Linked DNA regions of Zea mays: region 1 is linked to region 2. The links are chromatin contacts, called in public Hi-C maps. All regions are on one chromosome and are shown on one strand. The core of a region is the stretch at or near the end of the contact, and the rest is flanking DNA. Distances in the headings are between cores, read along the strand shown. Region 1 has its middle 210 kb from the start of LOC100283852. Region 2 holds the start of LOC100283852 (VTC2).

What was found. Hi-C and Micro-C count contacts between places; a contact is called where the count stands out from the background.
Region 1: a Hi-C map of leaf shows a contact between it and region 2, with 6 times the contacts expected there. The contact joins the enhancer-like site here to the promoter of LOC100283852 in region 2. A contact is called at or near these places in 9 of 25 Hi-C or Micro-C datasets (ear, endosperm, leaf and 3 more).

The regions. Positions count from the first base shown.
Region 1 is chr6:31,633,831-31,639,047 of Zm-B73-REFERENCE-NAM-5.0, reverse strand. No RefSeq gene overlaps it. Among protein-coding and RNA genes, the nearest start is that of LOC100283852, 210 kb to the right of the region's middle. Within about 2 kb of position 3,612, at least 18 of the 20 cell types and tissues checked have an H3K27ac peak or open chromatin away from gene starts, as enhancers often do. A contact at or near this core is called in ear, leaf, leaf mesophyll and 2 more, where this site is marked.
Region 2 is chr6:31,420,454-31,426,421 of Zm-B73-REFERENCE-NAM-5.0, reverse strand. It overlaps LOC100283852 (VTC2), which reads left to right and starts at 3,796. Exons shown (of 6, transcript NM_001156750.2): 1 at 3,796-4,425; 2 at 5,079-5,179. The coding sequence starts at 4,308.

The DNA of each region.
Region 1 (5,217 bases), core at 2,363-4,862, 210 kb before region 2:
TGAATTGGTTGTTAGCAGGGCACTAAGGCCACCCTCAGATATATGAGCGGGTTGCTTTTCTTTGAGGTGTTTCCTGATTTGAGTTGGTTGTTTTGCTAGTAGGGTATAGTAATCACCCCTATGCCGCGTAAGCATGAGCATGTCGCACCGACTTAAGTCGATTGCTCCGCTAGTAGGGTATAGTGATCACCCTGAGCCGTGTAAGCGTGAGTATGTCGTGCCGACTTAAGGCGTTTTTGACTTAAGTCGACTGCTCCGTTAGTAGGGTGTAGTGATCACCCTAAGTCGTGTAAGTGTGAGCATGTCACGCCGACTTAAGGCATTTCCAACTTAAGTCGACTGCTCCGTTAGTAGGGTATAGTGATCACCCTAAGTCGTGTAAGCGTGAGCATGTCGCGCTGACTTAAGGCGTTTCCGACTTAAGTCGACTGCTTCGTTAGTAGGGTATAGTGATCACCCTAAGTCGTGTAAGCGTGAGCATGTCGTGGCGACTTAAGGTGTTTCCGACTTAAGTCGACTGCTTTGTTAGTAGGGTATAGTGATCACCCTAAGTCGTGTACGAGTGCCGTGCTGATTTCGAGTTGAGCCCGACCTAGGTCAGTTGTTGATCAAGAACTTGTATGCCTTGGAACACGGAAGCTTTATTGATAATGAAACCTTCTACTTACAAAGTACAGCTCGTCCTCAAGAGTTTTGAGGCGTTGTTATGGGTAGAATTTTCTGAGGTGCTCAATATTCCATGAATTCCCCACTTCGGTGTTGTCCATTTGAGTGGGCCGGTAGGATCCTTGCTGTGTTATAACCTCTACGACGATGAATGGTCCTTCCCATGGTGGTGAAACTTTGTGCCATCCCTCCCCGTTAGCACTCGGCGGAGGACCAAATCTCCCACTGTGAAGGATCGATGTCGTACTGCTTTGTCGTGATAGCGCCTCAGGGTCTGCTGGTATTTGGCCGACTGAATGACCACACTTAGCCATTCTTCCTCTAGTACATCGATGTCTTCTAGCCTAGTCGCTTCTGCTTCGGCTATGCTTTCGAATGTTAATCTGGGTGCTCCAAAGATCAGATATGCTGGTAACACTGCCTCCAACACATACACCATGAAGAATGGGGTGTTTCTGTGCAAAGCTCGGCTTGGCTGGGTTCGCAGGCTCTAGAATACGTAAGGTAGCTCCTTGATCAATTTTCCTGCGAACTTCTCGCTCTTGTCGAATACCTTTTTCCTGAGTGCATCGAGTATCATCCCGTTGGCTCTTTCCACCTACCCATTAGCTCTTGGGTGTGCCACTGATGCATACTTGATCTGGATGCTCCTCTGCTTGTAGAAGTCGAAGAACTCTGAGCTGGTGAAATTAGATCCCAGATCTGTAATGATGTTGTTAGGTATTCCAAACCTGAATATTATTTCCTGAATGAACTTCAGTGCCTTTGCTGCGGTCAAAGAGGCAATGGGTTTGTATTCTATCCACTTTGTGAATTTGTCAATGGCAACTAGTATGTGAGTATACCCCCTTGAGCTTTCTTGAAGGGTCCTATCATGTCCAGCCCCAGCATGCAAACGACTAGGTCACAGGAATAGTCTGCAGCTGTTGTGCGGGTAGATGCTGCTACTTTGATAAGAATTGGCACGCCTTACACTTTTGGACTAACTCGGCTATATCATTCTTCGTTGTTTTCCCGTAACACCCAGACCTAAAAGCCTTTCCTACCAGAGTTCGTGACTCTGCATGTATGCCACATTGCCCGGCATGAATCTCATCTAACAGCTGCTTTCTAGTAGCCGAGTGAATGCACTTCATGAGGACTCCTCCTGCACCTCTTCTATACAGCAGACCCCCTATAATGGTATAGTGGGCCGACTGTCTAGCAATGCACTCCGTCGCAGCCTTATCATCTGGATCTTCTTCGTTTCTTATGTATCTGATGATTGGCTCTCTCCAGGCGTTGGGATCTGCCTCTGCCTGACTCAGAGCGTGGCATTCCTCCATCTGATCTGTGGCGACACTCGGTTGCTATATTTCTTGGACGAAAACCCCAGGTGGAACTTGGGCCCGACTAGATCCCAGCTTTGACAATGTGTCAGCCGCTGCATTGTGATCCCTTTCCACATGGTGGAATTCTAATCCTTTGAATTTGTCCTCCAGCTTCCGCACTGTTGCACAATACTTGTTCATTGAATCGATCGAGTAATCCCAGTCTTTGTTTACCTGGCTTATGACCACCAGTGAGTCGCCATACACCATTAATCTCTTGATGCCGAGTGAAACAACGATGTTTAGTCCGTGGATCAGTGCCTCGTACTTTGCGGCGTTATTGGATGCTGGAAATAAGAGCTAGAGTGCATACTTGAGTTGTTCACCTTCGGGAGCGATAAAGAGAATTCCTGCCCCTGCTCCTTGCAGTCTCAGCGAGCGTAACGACCAAAGTCTTGTTTTGGTGATTTAAAGAGTTCTCCAAATACTTGAGAATATCCACTAAGATACTTAATGGTGGTATATCAGAAATTGTTTTTTTATATATAACATCCTTTGTGAATACTAATTGGCAAAACATTCCTTGTGAAATAAAAAATGGGATAATAAATAAAACTAGATAGAATTAATATTCATAAAAGGATTTAGGATGATATATTTTCTTCCCTTAAAATAGTGCCCTTTTTGTGTATATGAGTTTCATATTAAGAAAACATTTGTTGAATAGATAAAACAAGATAATAAATAAATAAAAGTAAAAAATTTGTATTAGCATGCTAGATTTTCATGGTTGCGCATTCTGAATTCAAGCTTTATTTGAACTTGCTTTTAAATTTGGGAATGGAATTAGGAAAAAAATAGAATAAAAAATGAGAAGAACTCCTCCCTGGCTCTCGGGCCTAATGTCCTTGCGGACGGCCCACTTTCCCCTTTTCCCCGTGCTCCTGCCGGCCCAAACAGACGCTGCGCGCCAGCCCTTCTCCTCACCTCTTCCTTGGCGTCTATGACATGTGGGCCCGCAGGGTCAGGGACCCCCTTCTTCCTCCGGTGGTTGGGATACGCCGCCGCGGCCGCCGGATCCGATGGAGCTCCCCTCTGTAGGTTGTTGCTCCGGCCGAGATCCTCACGGGACTACCTATAAAACCCGGCCACCTCCTCTCGTCCAGGGCATCGGCTTAAGCAGAGGGCCCATGCGCCAAGCTGAAACAGGGAAGAGAAACTGGCGCCACCGCGCTAGGAACCCCAGACAATGCTCTTCGGGTCCCTGTGCGTGATCAGGGCGCTCGCTGGTGCATACCATGGGCTTCCAGGTCCTTGTCGTGTATGGGCAAAGTCTAGGGAATGGAGAATTGCTCGTCGGCGTTCTATCCTCCGCCGCGGGCCGCGCTGTTCGTGGCCGAGTGCTTTCCATGCCGCGACAACCGGTGAGATGCCCTTCTTTGAGCTCGCAATCAGAAATACCGCGTGTAGCTCCGTCAGATTGGGTTTTGGGTGCTCGGGGGGGAACCGATCGGCGTTCATCTGCGTGCTCCGCCGTGGGAGCATGGCGGCGGCGCCGCTGCTCGGGGAGGGTTGAGGGTGATGAGTCGTGGGCCGTCCGATCCAAATAGCGCGGATGAGATTAGATCCAGTAGTGGGTGGGCACCTAGCCGTTAGATCAGGATCGTGGGGACCGGGGCGCATACCGGTTGGGTGATGTGGCCTTCTGATTCGGGCCATAAATCGCGGATCCAATGGTTCAGAATATCTGATGACCCTTCGGCCATAATCTTTTGGTAAAGAGCCCCTGCATTTTTCCTTATTCAACCCGCGATCCGGTACAATAGAAAGAACATTACAAATCAGCCCTAACGTTTGCACAGAAGACCACGAACTCATTGGTATTAGAAGCCACCACCCAGATTTTCAAGAAAATATAAAATAAATGACTTTTGAGTATAAAAATAATTCTAAAACATAGATAATTCATAACTTCGTCGTTTTAACTCCGATTTGACCCGTTCCAGTTGCGATAGTTTCATAATAAAAATACCTACGCAGTGTTGACATTATATGTGCCATAAAACATATCTGTATAAATAGACAGTGGTTAGCCTATTATTAGTAGATGCTTCCAACCAAAGTTAACTCGGTCCATGATGATAATTGACTAAGATATGATTTCTAATCAAGTTATAATCTATATTAAAGTTGAATGAATTATTTAGAGTATATTTTCTCATATAATGTGTATTAACCAATTTATAATATAGTTTAATATTTAATCACATAGATATTTCATAAATCATAACTCTTCAACCCTAACTACGATTTTAGTGATTCTCGAACCTATGATCTCGTAGCGACGCATAGATTATTATTATGCAATTTGTTCTTATGTTTGGTGTGATGTTAATTTTTCCTATACGCTGTTTATTTGTATTGCTACGACTAGCGCGAGGTTACGAGACACCTGAAGAGCAAGTTGGTACCTAGAATCTCAAGTCCCAGGCAAGTTGTGCCCTTGATCACTTCTATTTACCCAATAATGTTCTTATTAATCATAATGATATGCACAGGTTAATTTTGGTGGGACCCAATAAGTTACCCTAGTTTGACTATCTTTATGCCTTGTTTACCACTGAACTTTTGGGTAGTACTTGCTATTGCTATATGTGGATTTGGGGCATTGAGATACACATTATTCATGATCATGCTTGTATTATCAGTTTGTTATTTATTGTTCATGATAAGATCATTATGTTAATTGGAACATGGAGCGACCATCCGGGAAAACAGTGCTACCACAAGGGTGGTATGGGACGCCCTTGGCTGACTAATTAGGAAAGCTAGTGGAGGACTACCTTACCCGAAAGGGGCAAGGGCAGTAGGGGAGTGGTCAGTGTAGGGAGGCCCTTGGGTTGATTTTGCTGCATGGCGGTCAGGCGAGTGGTCCCTGCATTGGAGCTTCCTAGAAATTGTAGCGGGTATTCTGTAGAGGAACTTTGTAAAGGCCTCGTAGTGTTACCCTGCCTCGCTTCCTTAGTAGAGGTGTATGGGAAGTCGCGATCCCTTGGCAGATGGGTAACATGACTTGTGGGTAAAGATGTGCAACCTCTACAGAGTGTAAAACTGGTATATCAGCCGTGCTTACGGTCATGAGTGGCTCGTACACTCGCATGATTAGTTTATGGAACTAAATTCAATTTGTCATATGCATTGCATCGCAGGTGTTGTTATCAATTTTGATCTACTATTTATT
Region 2 (5,968 bases), core at 2,547-5,046:
ACTAACTAAATATTGTTTTTATACTAAACACTAAATAGATATTAAATACAACATCTAAGTTGTTAAAATCACATTACCACGTATTTACAAATCGCATAATTAAAATCATAAATTTGATCGATCGAGTAGTTAATTTAATGACAGACAACTAAGCAATTAATCGATTAATTAACCTAAACGATACGACGAAATGGTTTTACTCAAGCGCGCACATAGCGATTCACATGAGCGACGGTGCGGGAGCTAGTAGACGTGTGCATAAGGAGGGTAGACGAGGGTAGATAGAGGTGGACTGCTACGTCTAGGGGTAGTCGAGGGGCTAGGCAAGCGTCGTCGGAGTCTCGACGCGCAACGAATGATGATGCCATGGGCAGTGGGATGCAAATGCGACAGGCATTGCACGCGCAGGGACGGACCGACACGATTGGGGACGGGAGCCGCGCATGCCGCACGGACTGCACCGGGGCACGCTGCGCGCAGCGGTCGTGCATGGACTGCCAAGCGGGCTATGCACCAAAGTCTCGTTGAACGCCCGTCGCACCACGCGCCGCGCCGAGGGCCCTGCAGGGCGCACGCCCAGCGCTGGCCACGCCGTGGGCCGAGCGGGCCGCGCTGGCCACACCATGAGCCGAGCTGGCCACGCCGCGCAGGCCGCTCTGCCGGGCACCATGCCATGCTCTAGCCAAGCCAAGCCAAGCAAGCGCCACTCGCTGGCCGCCGTGCTGCGAGCTCGCACGGGGGCCGGGTATCTGCGCGCCTGTGTCGAGCTGTTGCGTGCCGAGGAAGAAAAAGGGGGGGGGAAGCGGAGCAGGGAAGGGAGGAGAGGGAAGAGGAGAAGGGGGAATGCTCACCTTGACGATCGCACGAGGGCAGGGTGCAGATGCAGCGAGGCCGGCGAGCTCCGATGGTTTGGGCGAGTATCTGTGCGGGTGCGAGGGAGAGAGGAGTGCGCATGCTGGTTTTTGGGGCGATGTGGGCGCAGGTGACGACGTCGTGGGTGAGGGGCGGTTGGGAGAAGATGAATAGGGTCACGGACGCGCAGGGATGATGGCCGGGGCGGGCCACGCGGGGTAGACTGCGAGGTGGGCCGAGGGGGAGTGGGGGCGCTAGGTGGCGGCTGGGGCAGAGTTCCATGAGGCTAGGGTTTGGGGGAGGGGCGCGCCGCACCAGGTGGGCCAGGTGGGTTCGCGCGCGACAATGGGCTGGGGGGAAAGGGGCTTGCTGGGCCACAGGGAGGGCAAGCTGGGCTGGACGAGAGGGGTTGGGGGGAGGCTTTTCCTTTTTATTATTTTTCTCTTCCTTTTTATTCCTATTCAAATTTAAATATAGTTTTTGAATCAAAGATTCAATTATATGTAATGAGTTTGAATTGATGCACAAACACAACAATTCGACATAAAAAGGTCTCGACATGATATGCAACAATCAAGGATTCTTTTTATGGTTTCATTTTACTAGGCTTATAGATATATAAAACAAAAATAATTTCTCCATTTTTAGGAAAAAGAGAAGGAAAGCACAGAAATGAGAGAGTAACACCTGAATTTGGTGGATATTAGGAAAGAAATTTTATACCCCCAAATTCAGGGTGTTACAGTACAGTCATTCTGAAGTTTACTTCGGGAAAGACAGTGCTAATGAAGAACGTGCAACATGTCCCCTTCATCAAAAAGAATATTGTTAGTGGCTCACTTCTATGTCGAGATGACTATAAACTTGTGTTTGAATCTAATAAATGTATACTGTCAAAGTATGGGACATTTGTTGGAAAATGCTATGACAGTGGAAGCTTGTTACGCTTATCTTTGCATGATGTGTGTAATAAGTCTGTGAACAATGCTATTTTGAACGAGTCGTATATTTGGCATTTACGTCTTTGTCACATTAATTTTGGTTGTGTGTCACGGTCAACAAATTTAAATTTAATCCTGAAATTTGATTTAGTCAAAGGTTCTAAGTGCCCCTTCCCTTGGGCTTGACTGGTCAGCCCGCCTTCCCTCCCCAGTCGCTAACCTCCCTGGCTCGCTTGTCAGCGCTCGCTCGCGCCTCCCACGCGCTCGCGCTCGCGCTCAGATCTAATCTCGATCGTTGATCTATGATCGAGAAGTTAGAAGAGTTAAGAGAAGGGTTGTCAGCTAGCGTACTGGTGGGGCACTAGTGGCTCACCGGACAGTTTGATGCACCAAGTCTGGATGGTCCGGTGCGCCACATTTAGAAGCTCCAATAACTACCTCTAAGGGCTAGTACACGTGGCTTGACCGGTGCACCACTGGACAGTCCGTGCATCTGTCCGGTGCGCCGCATAAAGATCTAGAATTGTTTTCTAACAGATAGTTTTTGTTGAGGCTCTAAAAATACCACATCACCCGACCATTTGGAGGTGTGGGAGCCCAAGCAACATATCAAGGAAGTCCATACACACTTGCAAGTGCTCCAACACCCAAGTGTTTAATAGAATCACTCGGTGATTAATGTAGGTGCTTTGCGAAGTGCTTAGGTTCGTTAAACTGTATTAGCGCTTGCTCTATATTTGTTCCTAGTTGTGTGAGTGAGATTAGACAACCCACAAACTCCTCGGCTCTTGCGCGAGCCGTTGTAATATTGTACTGAGTGGGGTGAGAGTCTTGCGAGACTGTATCAACCGTGTTTGTGATACGTCCGCCACCGTGTACCAGAGGGAATGAGGCCGCAACGTTTATCCCGAAAGCTCGATAGTGAAGACGACGTGGAGCGTCCGAGAGGAGTCGGAAGCGAAGCACCACTTGCGCGCGGAGAAGACACGTGGCTCTCTATGAACTTACTCGTCCGTGGTGCTTGGCCCTCACGTGGGTTACCCTTTGCGTAGGGACATTAACGAGGATTAGTTAAGACCTTGCGTGGTTCCGAATACCTCGGTAAAAATACCAGCGTTGTACACGAGAGTTTACATCCCTACATTTATTTTTTAACTTTCAAGTCCTAATTCACCACCTCTCTTGAGCGTCTCAATTCCTTTCAAACAAAAAGAAACCATTCACTCTGTACCTCTTATCACATCGAGGACATGGACTCCTGTAGAAGAGATCAACCAACACGATAGAGGACTGGGCCCTAAATTAGCATAGCACTTCCTCTACATCTCCCTCGGCTCATTCTGATTGTAAGAACACCCTCAATCGAGCATTTCTAGCACAAAAAACACAAAATTATTAGATATATGGCTCAAAGGACCGAAACAGGATAAATTGCTCGTGTGTTTGAGTGTTTTATGGTGCTCAAATCACTGGAGGTGCACATGCCGAGCCACGTCGAACAACCTTATGCTTCGTGGTTATGAACACACGTCAACAAAATTAGTATAATAAAATTAAATAATTGATCACTAGTTATAGAGAGAAAACTTTTAATATATTTATGATACCTGTTTTGTATGTTGATAGATAAAAAAACTGCAAAAAACAAATATACATATATATATATATTAATATTAAAATGGATATGAAGGGGAATATATTTTTAATAAAATTTTAGCGGATAAGAAAAACATGATAACTTAAATATCTATTTATATTTTCGCCTCTGTGCTCGTGGTCCCCAGCATGGGAAACGTGAACCACCCGACCGGAGACAAGAAAAAACTGAACACAGCGAGTATTGCGTATATAATAAATAAAAAGAAAAGAAAAAGAAATACCGTGGCGCAGAGAGGAGAGAGAGAATCGGGTATCGTCCGTGTCCGTCCAGATCCACCACACAGCAGCGCACCAGCCAGCCACAGCCACACCACAAATCCGCCACCGCAATCGCCTCCCCCTATTTAATGCCATCCCGCTTCCTCCGTTCTTCCCAAACCAAACCCAGCTCAGGCACAACCCCAACGCACCGCCGCCGCTCGCCTGGCCTCACCTCGCCGGAGAAGAGTTATAAGACAGGAGAACCCCGTCCCCGGGGCGCAGGCCTCGGCAGCTTCCGTGACCACCGCCCAATCCTGCCACAGCTGCCCTCCCTCCTCCCCTCTGGGCGTGGCCGAGTTGTAGGCATCACGGCTAGCGTTGCAGCCCCCCGGCGCGGCCCCGCAGCTGCGCAGGTGGAGCCCACGGGCACCATCGCCTCCGCTGTCGCGTCCAGCCCCGCTCCGCACGGCGGCCGCGGGGCGCTGCCCTCGGCCGGAGGAAGCCCGTCCGATCTCCTCTTCCTCGCCGGCGGCGGTCGCCTCTGAGCCGTTCCTGTCTCTCACCTTCTTCCTTTCCTAGCAATTAGTCCCTTCTGCTAACCCCCCCGGACCCCGACGAGTTCTCACCCCGAGAGTAACTGACCGACCTACCGGCATGGAGATGAAGCTGACCATCAGGAGGGTGCCCACCGTCGTCTCCAACTACCAGGAGGACGCCGACAAGCCGCGCGCGGGCTGCGGGAGGAACTGCCTCGGCGACTGCTGCCTGCCTGGTGAGCCACCTACCCCCCTAGGCAATTCCCTATTGACGGTCAATCTGACGTCGTTTCCGTCGACAATCCGGTTGAAAATCTTGGGAATATTAACAACTTATTAGTATTTGCATTGGATCCTGTCCCATTTTAAATTGTGCCCCGAAGCCTTGTGCACGATTCGTTTAGAAAATTCTCGGAATTTCTACAGCAAAAGGTGTCGTTTGTGCTCCACAAAGTTGGGGGCCTTTGCAAACTGAACAGCCGAAACAGAGTGTTCAGTTTTTTTTTATCTGCACTATTTTGGTTCATGCCTCCGGTTAAAAATTGTTACCATCAGCGGTTTTCGGGTAACAATTAGCTGTTATCCGCCTCGAATTGAGTTGGGTTAAATAAGGATATAATAAACAGATATCTTATGCAACTGTGGATATTTATAATAACTTTTCAGTCTGAACCCCAGGCCATTATAACTAACGCAAGCAAAAACATAGAGCCTTTTGTATTATTATTATGTGCATACTGTATGCCTCACTGGAAATATGGTTTCTTTTTTGACTTGGTGGAAACCTCACTAAGACATCAGCAAATTAGTATTGTACTTGCTTCACTGGACATGGAAGTAGCAAATTACTCTGCACTTTTATTGGATTAACATTTGCATCTTTGAGCAGCTTCCAAGCTTCCCCTCTACGCGTTCAAGTTGACTCCGGCAAAGGGCTCGCAGGAGGATGCTGCTTCAACCAAGTTACTTGTTGATATTCTCCTTAGTGAGGTAAATAAAAGTTTGTGATTTTTGTTGGGACTTCACCTGTGCTAGTTTTAAGTTAGGACTTTAGGAGGGGATTGAAGGTGGTTTGGGGGGATTAAATCCCTTGAGGGCATGTTCGGTTATTTTCAATCCATATGGATTGAAGGAGGTTGATATGGATTGAGAGGGATTTTGACTTGCTAGGGATTAAAACCCTCTCAATCCCCCTCAGTCCATATGGATTGGGGTAGAACCGAACAAGCCCTGATAGTCAAAATTGAATAGAAGAGGATTTAATCCCCTTCAGTCCCCTGCTTAGGGCTTGTTTGGGACCAAGGGATTTGGAGGGGATTGAAGAGGCTAAAATCCTCTACGCGTTCAAGTTGACTCCGGCAAAGGGCTCGCAGGAGGATGCTGCTTCAACCAAGTTACTTGTTGATATCCTCCTTAGTGAGGTAAATAAAAGTTTGTGATTTTTGTTGGGACTTCACCTGTGCTAGTTTTAAGTTAGGAGGGGATTGAAGGTGGTTTGGGGGGGATTAAATCCCTTGATAGTCAAAATTGAATAGAAGAGGATTTAATCGCCTTCAGTCCCCTGCTTAGGGCTTGTTTGGGACCAAGTGATTTGGAGGGGATTGAAGAGGCTAAAATCCTCTTGCTCCCAAGCAAGCCCTTAGTTTTTTCGTACTGTATCAAGGAGTCGGATGAATCTATACCAACGAGGCCCTTAGGATGAAATATATTAGGAATCAATATATCTACATCTAGTCTAGTAAGAAATATGCAAATCAGTTAAGAATATGGGGAAACATA